Linked DNA regions of Mus musculus: region 1 is linked to region 2. The links are chromatin contacts, called in public HiChIP or PLAC-seq maps. All regions are on one chromosome and are shown on one strand. Each heading gives the region's core, a stretch centred on a gene start, on an enhancer-like site or on the middle of the called end of the contact. The rest is flanking DNA. Distances are from core to core; before and after follow the strand shown. Region 1 holds the start of Rab11fip3 (RAB11 family interacting protein 3 (class II)). Region 2 overlaps Rab11fip3 (RAB11 family interacting protein 3 (class II)).

Region 1 (4,140 bases), core at 900-3,399, 40 kb after region 2:
TCTATCTACAAGTCTGGTCTTTGAGGTCCTAACACTGGTGGCAGAAGCAAGGCACTGAAAAGGGTTTCCCACTCCCAGATCTAGGAAATAAGTAGCAAGTGTAACGTTAGAGGAGAGGACACCTTCCTCTGAGAGGTAAGAGGGGATTCGTGGGAAACTACCCTGAGAAATCAGCGACATCTCTCCCGACCAGAACTGTACTCAGTTTGTTACCTGCTCTGCCCCATAGACCGTGGCGAATTGGATGAAATCCTCGATGCGGACGAAGCCGTCCCCATCTCTGTCCAGGGCGTCAAATACCGCCCTGAGGCGTGCACCCTCCTCCTGAGCTGTCCCGGGCTCGCTGGGCAGCGACAACGCTGGTCCTGGGTCCGAGGGTGGCCCGGGACATGCCTGCAGCAGCTCGCCGTCGGCGAGCAAGGGCTCAAGGGGTAGGCCCCGCGTAGGGCAGCAGTCTTCCAGCTCCTCAGGCCAACTGCTCCGGACTTTGGGCTTCTCTGGCTCTTTAAATTGAAGACACGAAACTATGGGTTCCTCTCGATCCTCGGGCCAGAAGCAGGGTGCATCGGGCTCTTCCTGCCAGCACCGCTTTGTGTTCTGCTCCTCCGGCCAGAGGCACAGCACCTGGGGCTCCTCTGACCAACATCGTGATGGATCGGGCTCGTCTGGTTCATTGGCCCAGAAACACGGTGGGTTGAGAGCATCCGGCTCCTCGGATTCCTCGGGCCAACAACAGTGAAGTGCATCGGCCTCCTCTGGTTCCTTGACCAAGAGGCACGGTGCATCGGGTACCCCCTGCCACAGGTGAGAGACATCAGGCTCCTCTGGCTCCTTGGCCGAGAGGCACCCTGTGTCCGCCTCCTGAGGACAGCTGTGAGAGGCATCAGGCTCTTCTAGCTCCTTGGCCAACAAACACGGTGCCTCTGACTCCTGGGGCCAGCAGTGAAGGGCGTCAGGCTCTTCCAGCTCCTCCGTCAAGAGGCACGGTGCGTCGGATTCCTCCCACTTTTTGGCCAAGAGACAGGGCACGTCGGGCTCCTGGGGCCAGCAGCGAGGGGCGTCGGGTTCCTCCAGCTCTTTGGCTAAGTGGCACGGTGCGTCTGGTTCCTCCAGCTCCTTAGCCAAGTGACAGGATTCGTCGGGCTCCTGGGGCCAGCAGCGAGGGGAGTCGAGGTCCTCCAGTTCCTTGGCCAAGTGGCACGGTGCGTCTGGCCCTTGAAGCCAGCAGCGAAGGGCATCAGGTTCCTCCACCTCCTTGAGCAAGTGACAGAATGCGTCTGGTTCCTGGGGCCAGCAGCGAGGGGCGTCGGGTTCCTCTAGCTCCTTGGCCAAGTGGCACGGCACGTCGGGCTCCTGGGGCCAGCACCGAGGGATGTTGGGTTCCTCTAGCTCTTTGGCCAAGTAGCACGGTGTGTCGGGCTCCTGGGGCAGGCAGCGAGGGGCGTCGGGTTCCTCCAACTCCTTGGCCAAGTGGCACGGTGTGTCTGGCTCCTGGGGCCAGCAGCGAGGGGAGTCGGATTCCTCCAGCTCCTCTGCCAAGTGACAGGATTCATCGGGCTCCTGGGACGAGCAGCGAGGGGCATTGGGCTCTTTGGCCCAGCGACTAGGAGCGTGAGGCTCCTCTACCTCCTCGGGCCAGCAGATTGGCGCGTTGGGTCCCTCTGGCCACCGTTGAAGCTGGGCGTGTTCCTCGGGCTCTTCTGACCAGCCGCGAGGAGCGTCGGGCCCCACCAGCCCCATGACCCCACGCTGGGGCCCAGACGCTGGCTGGTCGTGGTCTGACAGGGAGGTCGGCTGGCACAGCTCCATGATCCGGCGCCGGCTAAACTAGGGATGATACGAAAGGCGCGGAAGGCAGACAAAGGCGCTCAGGGCGCGGCGGCGGGCGCGGGCATCCCCGCGGCGACGCGGGCGGGCGCGCGCGGGGCGCCCGGACTGCTGAGGCTGGCGCTCGGGCCCTGCTCCGCCCTCGCCCATCTTCGCACCGCACCTTAGCGGCTCCCGGCCCCGCAGCGCGGCTGGCGCGGGCCCATGGCAGCGGCACAGTCCGGATGATGTAAGGACCCAGTGGCGGGGAGTGGACGGTGGGAGACAGGCACCGGCCGGGCAGCGGAGGATGAAGCCAGAGCGCCTGAGCTTAGGAACCCAGTGAGGGACGCCGGCGCCGGCGCCGGCCCGCCCTCCGTCGCGCGTGACGTCAGCACGCCGTGTAACCTGATCACGCCCCCATGGATTGCTATAAAGGTGAGTTCGAAGAGGGCACAGCTTAGGGGCGACGGTGCTCTGCCCAATTCGAGTTTTCCGTACGATTTGCGCGAGTGGGATGAGTGAAGTGTTCTGTCGCAGGAAGAGGCGCCCGAGAATAGGTTTTGGAAAACTATTGCTGAACGGGAACAAAACATTCGCATATCCCAAAAGAAGCCGCTAGTCCCTTCTGTGTGACTCCTTCACAAACTGGTGGTACAAACCAGAATATTAATTGGCAGCAAGTAGGAGCGAAGGAGCGCTCGAATTGCCCCACCAGGTAAGGAATTATCCAAAGTCTCTCACACAAGGACAGGATCTAAGGGGCTCACACATTCATCCACAGGAGCGCACAGTAAAATAAAGAGGCACAGATGTTGTTTTACTTTGATATGTTGTTTGGTATCTTTTTGAAACAGGAACTTGTGCAGCCCACGCTACCTTTAACTCCTAATCCTGCCGCCATGGATTGTAGACTGGCCCAAACAACCCTGCTCTGAACATGTTTTTAAATTACATAAACAGCGCTTATCTCTTTATTGCTAACTAATGCCGTTATCATCATCAAAGGGTCGTGCTCAGAGATGCGGAGCAGTTGACTAAGCCAGTTGGAAGCAATGAGGTGCATCTAGTCAAGAACTAAATTTAGCCATTTAGCCAGGGGAAACTATGAACCAATTGTACACTCGTGGGCACCATGGACAAGTATGGTTTCATAAGCAGTTTTGGCAAAAGCTGAAAACTGAACTCCGTTTCCAGGTGTACAGCCAGCTAATCTACTGAGTCATCCCCAAGCAAAACTCCCAGCATATTATAGGAGACTTCCAGCAGCTGGGAAAAAGGAAGGTGATGTGCTCCCTCCCTAAAATGTAGTCCTATTTTCCTGTAAGAACTGAATGCTTTTGTGAGGAATATATATATTGAAAGAATAAAGTCCCCTCTATCTAATGCAAGGACTGGAAATTCCCTTTGACTGACAAACATTCTCACATGCAGTTCCAGTGAGTGCCAACCTTTCTATTTAGTGTGTCATGGTAAGTATCCACCTGTCCTTTGGTGTTCTCAGTCAAGATCAGTTTTCTGAGGAGCCAGGTGTTCCTGTTGTGTGCCAAAACTAAGAAAAATATTTATGACTTCCAGCATTTGTGTGCCCAAATAGAACCAGTGTGTAGAGAATGCACACCTCCTGGCTCAGACCAAGCAATGGGGCTGCAGATGAAAGGTTATAAGGAGTCAGGCGATGGGCTGGTGAGATGGCTCAGCACTAGCTGCTCTTCCAAAGGTCCTGAGTTCAAATCCCAGCAATCATATGGTAGCTCACAACCACCCATAATGAGATCTGACTCACTCTGAAGACAGCTACAGTGTACTTATGTATAGTGATAAATTAAATCTTTGGGCCGGAGCCAGCAGGGACTGAGTGAGCAGAGTTGACCAGAGCAAGCAGGGTTGACCAGAGTGAGCAGAGGTCCTAAAAATTCAACCCCAACAACCACATGAAGGCTCACAACCATCTGTACAGCTACAGTGTATTCATATACATAAAATAAATAAATCTTTTTAAAAAAAACTTGAAAAAAAAAAAGAGCCAGTCGAGATGAGGAAGGTGGCTCAGTCAACAAAGTGACCGTCCTGAAATCATGAGGACCTGAGTTCAGATTCCGGCACCCATCTTAAAAGCTGAGAATGTACCTATAATCCCAGCACTAAGGAGGCAGATGCTCACCAGCCAACCCAACTGTCCCAATAAGAAGGAGGAGGAGGAGGGAGAGAGGGAAGAGGAGAAGGAAGAAGAAGAGGTGGAAGAAGAGGAGGCTGGAGAGATGACTCAGTAGTTAAAAGCCCTGTTTTCTTCCTGAGAACCCAGGTTCAGTTCCAAGCACCCACATAGAAGCT
Region 2 (4,103 bases), core at 325-2,824:
ACATATAAAGACCTTGCCTCCAAAAACCTGTGGGTTTGGGGGCTAGAGAGATGGCTCAGCAGTTAAGACCCACTAGCTGTGCTTCCAGAGAAATTTCGTTCGATTCCCAGCATCCACACTGTATCTCACAATCATCTGTAACTCTAGTCCCAAGGGATCTGATGTCCTTTTCTAACACACACACATTACACAACATGTTTATAGTTTAATAAGAATCACGGGTCCTCTGCATAGCTGTGCATGTGGAAGCAGGACAATGGAAAAGGGGAGGAGCCTGCAGCCCAGGCACACCCGGCCTCTGCCACCTCAAGCTGTGGGCCCTGCATTATCTGGTCCAGGAGAGCTCCAGGAAAGCCACATATGCCACGGCTTCTAACACAGCTGGTTGTTGCCACAGACAGAACCTTCCAGAATCAGGAGGGAAAGTCCCCTTATCCTAGACAGTCAGGCAGAAAGGCTGGGACATTTCTAGCAGGTTTTCCTACTGCCATGTTAGCAAGTTTGCTTCAGACTCCAAAACTGAAATTAGGAACCTGAAATTTTAAAACCCACCAAGCACGGTAGATCCATGAATGTGTCTGCAGTCTGGGGCATGCAAATCATCTATGCGCACCCACCCACATGGTGTCCAGAGGGACATGTAAATGTGGCTGGCAAGTTTATAGTCTCTTTAAAAATACTAGTGTCTGCCAAGTACGGTGGCACATGCCTTTAATCCCAGCACTTGGGGGGCAGAGCCAGGATGATCTCAGGGTTTGAGGCCGGCCTGGTCTACAGAGTGAGTTCCAAAACAGCCAGGGCTACACAGAGAAACCATGTCTTGAAAACAAAAAAAAAAAAAAATGTTAAATTGGTTTTGCCTCTTCTTTTTAATTTTTTTATTAAAAAAAATTAAGTGTGTCTGTAGGTAGGTATGTGTACAGGTGCCTGTAGTGTCAGGGCAACCTGTGTGAAATTGTGTCACTGTCCTTCCTCACCTACCTAAGGCATTCTTTGATTGGCTTTAATAAAAAAATCTGATAGCCAATTAGCTGGGCAGGAAGTGGCAGATTATACTTCCTAGGCGGCAGAAGGAACCCTGGGAAGAAGGAGAAAGTCTTTCACCAGGAGACATGAGAGGAGAGAGAGTTGATCACAGGTCTAAAAGATCTAGCCAGCCACAGAGCCGGATGGGGCTAGGTGTTTGTGTTAACTTAGATAAACTAGTTGAGAGCCTGCCCAGCTAATGCCTAAGGCTTTCAAATATTAAAAGGTCTCTGTGTGGTTATTTGGGGAAAAGTTGGTTAAGGAATAATTGCTGTTGTATTAATTGCCAGCATTAATTAGTATATACAGAACATAATAATCTTTTCATCTACAATTGGTACCCAATGTGAGACAACTGGAACCCAAGCTTACAGCCTGAAAAGGTGCAGGGGAAAAGGTTGGGATGGGGGCCAGGGTAGCCAGACAAGAGGCCTGGTCTATTTAAAAAAGAATGAAAGCAGACCAAAGTCTGAGAGCACAACAGCTGCCACTTCTCCCAAGCACACCAGAGCACCTAGGCCTGAAGCTGCGGCCTGAAGTGCGCAGACGCAGTCGCAGACGCAGAAGCATGGTAAGCAGAAGCTGGAAAGGCCTGGCCAGCACCAGCAGAAGGCTGAACTGAACCATGGGGGCAAGGCTCGCCATCACAGACACGTGCTGGCTTCAGGTGCCTGCAAACACACAAGTCCAGAAGGAACATCTTCCCGGAGCTACAACAAGGATCCAGGCAGGGCTGGAGAGATGGCTCAGGGGTTAAGAGCACTGACTGCTCTTCCAGAAATCCAATTCCCAGCACCCACATGGTGGCTCACAACCATCTGTAATGGGATCTGACGCCCTCTTCTGGTGTGTCTGAAGACAGCTACAGTGTGCTCACATACATTAAATAAATAAATAAATCTTTAAAAAAAAAAAAAAGGATCCAGGCATCTGACCTGATAAGGCATTAAGTTTACAACTGGTAAATTGAAGTCTTAAGAAGAGATGCAGAAATTAAAGGGAAAAATATTTTCCATGTTAAAAGAACATGCAACAGCACAGCAGAAGTCGCTTGGGTCTTGTATATTTCTGCTTTAGCTGTTATTCATTATAGAACTAGTTATAACATGTTCATGGATGCCGGGCGATGGTGCTTGGGAGGCAGAGGCAGAGGCAGGCGGATTTCTGAGTTCGAGGCCAGCCTGGTCTACAAAGTGAGTTTTAGGACAGCCAGGGCTACACAGAGAAACCCTGTCTCAAAAAAACAAAAAACAAAAAACAAAAAAAAAAACAAAAAACAAAAAAAACCATGTTCACAGATGATTACTGTTTTCTGTGCCCTCTCTAAGCAGACCTAGGTAAGGAGGGGTCTGAGTGATGGAATGTGAAATTCCAGCAGTAAAAATAGAGAAAGAGAAAGGCTCTTCCTGAAAGAAGAAAGGAAACTGACGGCAGCTGTAACTCAGAGCGCTCTGGCTGTGAGACGTCAGCTCTTATTGCTAAGGGTCAGCCAGCGCTGGGCAGCACCACCTGACTATGCACAGGGTTCACTGCTACAGCAGGACACAACACACTGGCCCAAAAGTGTACAACTGTCTTGTTTCTTTGCTTGATGCTTGCTCGAATGTTTCGTTTTTACCCAATAACAGAAAATACAAAGGGTATTTTTATTGTTTGGCATTACTCAAAAATAGGAAAATTTTAAAGATCTTATGTAAATTCAGAATGTCTCTACAGTTCAAATGTGTTGTTTTCTAAAAAGTTAAGGATGATTTGGAATTGAGGTGAAATGTTTGACCAGGGCAGTGGTGGCAGAGACAGGCAGATCTCTGTAATTCTAGACCAGCATGTGAAGTCAGGGCAGACCCCCTGCTGATCATAAGATACTCACTTGTAAACATCCAAGATGACACTTTTTTTTCCTTGAAGGTACTATTTTTGCTTAGTAATAAATAATACCTTAATGAGATAAAATATAAATATACAACCAATCTTAAATTTATATAAAGAGAAAGGGGAATATAGGTGCATTTATCCACATAATTATAACTTCACTGTGGGGTCTGGAAGAGGCACTGAAGCCCTTGGGCTAGAGTTAGAGGCAGCCAAAAACTGCCTGCCATGGATGCAGAGACCCAAACGAGAGCCGTCTCTCCAGCCCCTTTATATTTTTATATATATATTGTTGGCAGGCATCACTTGCATGCATGGTGCCCACAAAGGCCGGAAGAGGGTGTTAGAGCCTCTTGGTTGGAGCTGCAGATGGTCATGAGCTGCCATGTGGGTTCTGGGAACTGAACCCAGGTCTACTAGAAGAGTACGCAGTACTCTTAATACTGGGACCTCTTTCTGGCCCTGCTTTTTGACTTTGAGACAGGGTCTCTCTCAGTTGCCCAGGCAGGCCTTAAGCTTGAGATCTTCCTGCCTATGTGTCTTTTTTTTTTTTTTAAGATTTATTTATTTATTTATTATATGTAAGTACACTGTAGCTGTCTTCAGATACTCCAGAAGAGGGAGTCAGATCTCGTTACAGATGGTTGTGAGATGGTTGTGAGCCACCATGTGGTTGCTGGGATTTGAACTTCAGACCTTCAGAAGAGCAATCGGGTGCTCTTACCCACTGAGCCATCTCACCAGCCCGCCTGTGTGTCTTTATGTGGAATTTTTTTTGTTTTGTTTTGAGACAGGATATCACTATGTATCCCTAGCTGCCTTAGAACTTGTTATATAGACCAGGCTGGCTTTGAACTCACAGAGATCCACCTGTCTGTGCCTCCTGAATGTTGGGATTGTAGGTGTGCACACCACCACAGCTCGCTATTAAGTGGAAACTTGAAGTAGGGGCACAAGAACCAGAGTCCTGGCCTATTTGTAACAGTTGCCTGTCTCATTCTATTCCTGGAACAGTGCCTGTGGCTGTGACAGCAGGCGTCTTGCGCTTCCCTGCAAACTGGGTCAATATATTGTGTGGTTTGCTGTGTTGCTCGCCCATGGAGTGAGGCTGACAGGCAATCCAGGCTGGCTATAGCTGCACAGTACATTACAGTGAGACCTGAAGAGAACACCACTGGAGATGTGTGACGTCTCTCTTCTAAATG

What was found. HiChIP or PLAC-seq counts read pairs in DNA pulled down with a chosen protein or histone mark.
Region 1: an H3K4me3 HiChIP or PLAC-seq map of embryonic stem cells shows a contact between it and region 2, with 31 read pairs. The contact joins the promoter of Rab11fip3 here to the enhancer-like site in region 2. A contact is called at or near these places in 5 of 39 promoter capture datasets (the 3T3-L1 cell line, 3T3-L1-derived adipocytes, liver and 2 more), 3 of 15 datasets of contacts at CTCF or cohesin (CD8 T cells, the NIH/3T3 cell line and hippocampal excitatory neurons), 14 of 484 Hi-C or Micro-C datasets (the HPC-7 cell line, MC3T3-E1-derived osteoblasts, bone marrow-derived macrophages and 10 more), 14 of 115 datasets of contacts at active chromatin or transcription factors (the HPC-7 cell line, the SCID.adh cell line, cardiomyocytes and 8 more) and 4 of 9 other capture datasets (adipose tissue, embryonic stem cells, liver and 1 more).

The regions. Positions count from the first base shown.
Region 1 is chr17:26,067,369-26,071,508 of GRCm38.p6, forward strand. It overlaps Rab11fip3 (RAB11 family interacting protein 3 (class II)), which reads right to left and starts at 2,150. Exons shown (of 14, transcript NM_001162868.2): 1 at 214-2,150. The coding sequence starts at 1,809.
Region 2 is chr17:26,027,832-26,031,934 of GRCm38.p6, forward strand. All of the region lies in intron 2 of Rab11fip3 (RAB11 family interacting protein 3 (class II)), which reads right to left. Among named protein-coding and RNA genes, the nearest start is that of Rab11fip3, 40 kb to the right of the region's middle. Within about 2 kb of position 1,575, at least 12 of the 459 cell types and tissues checked have an H3K27ac peak or open chromatin away from gene starts, as enhancers often do. A contact at or near this core is called in embryonic stem cells, where this site is marked.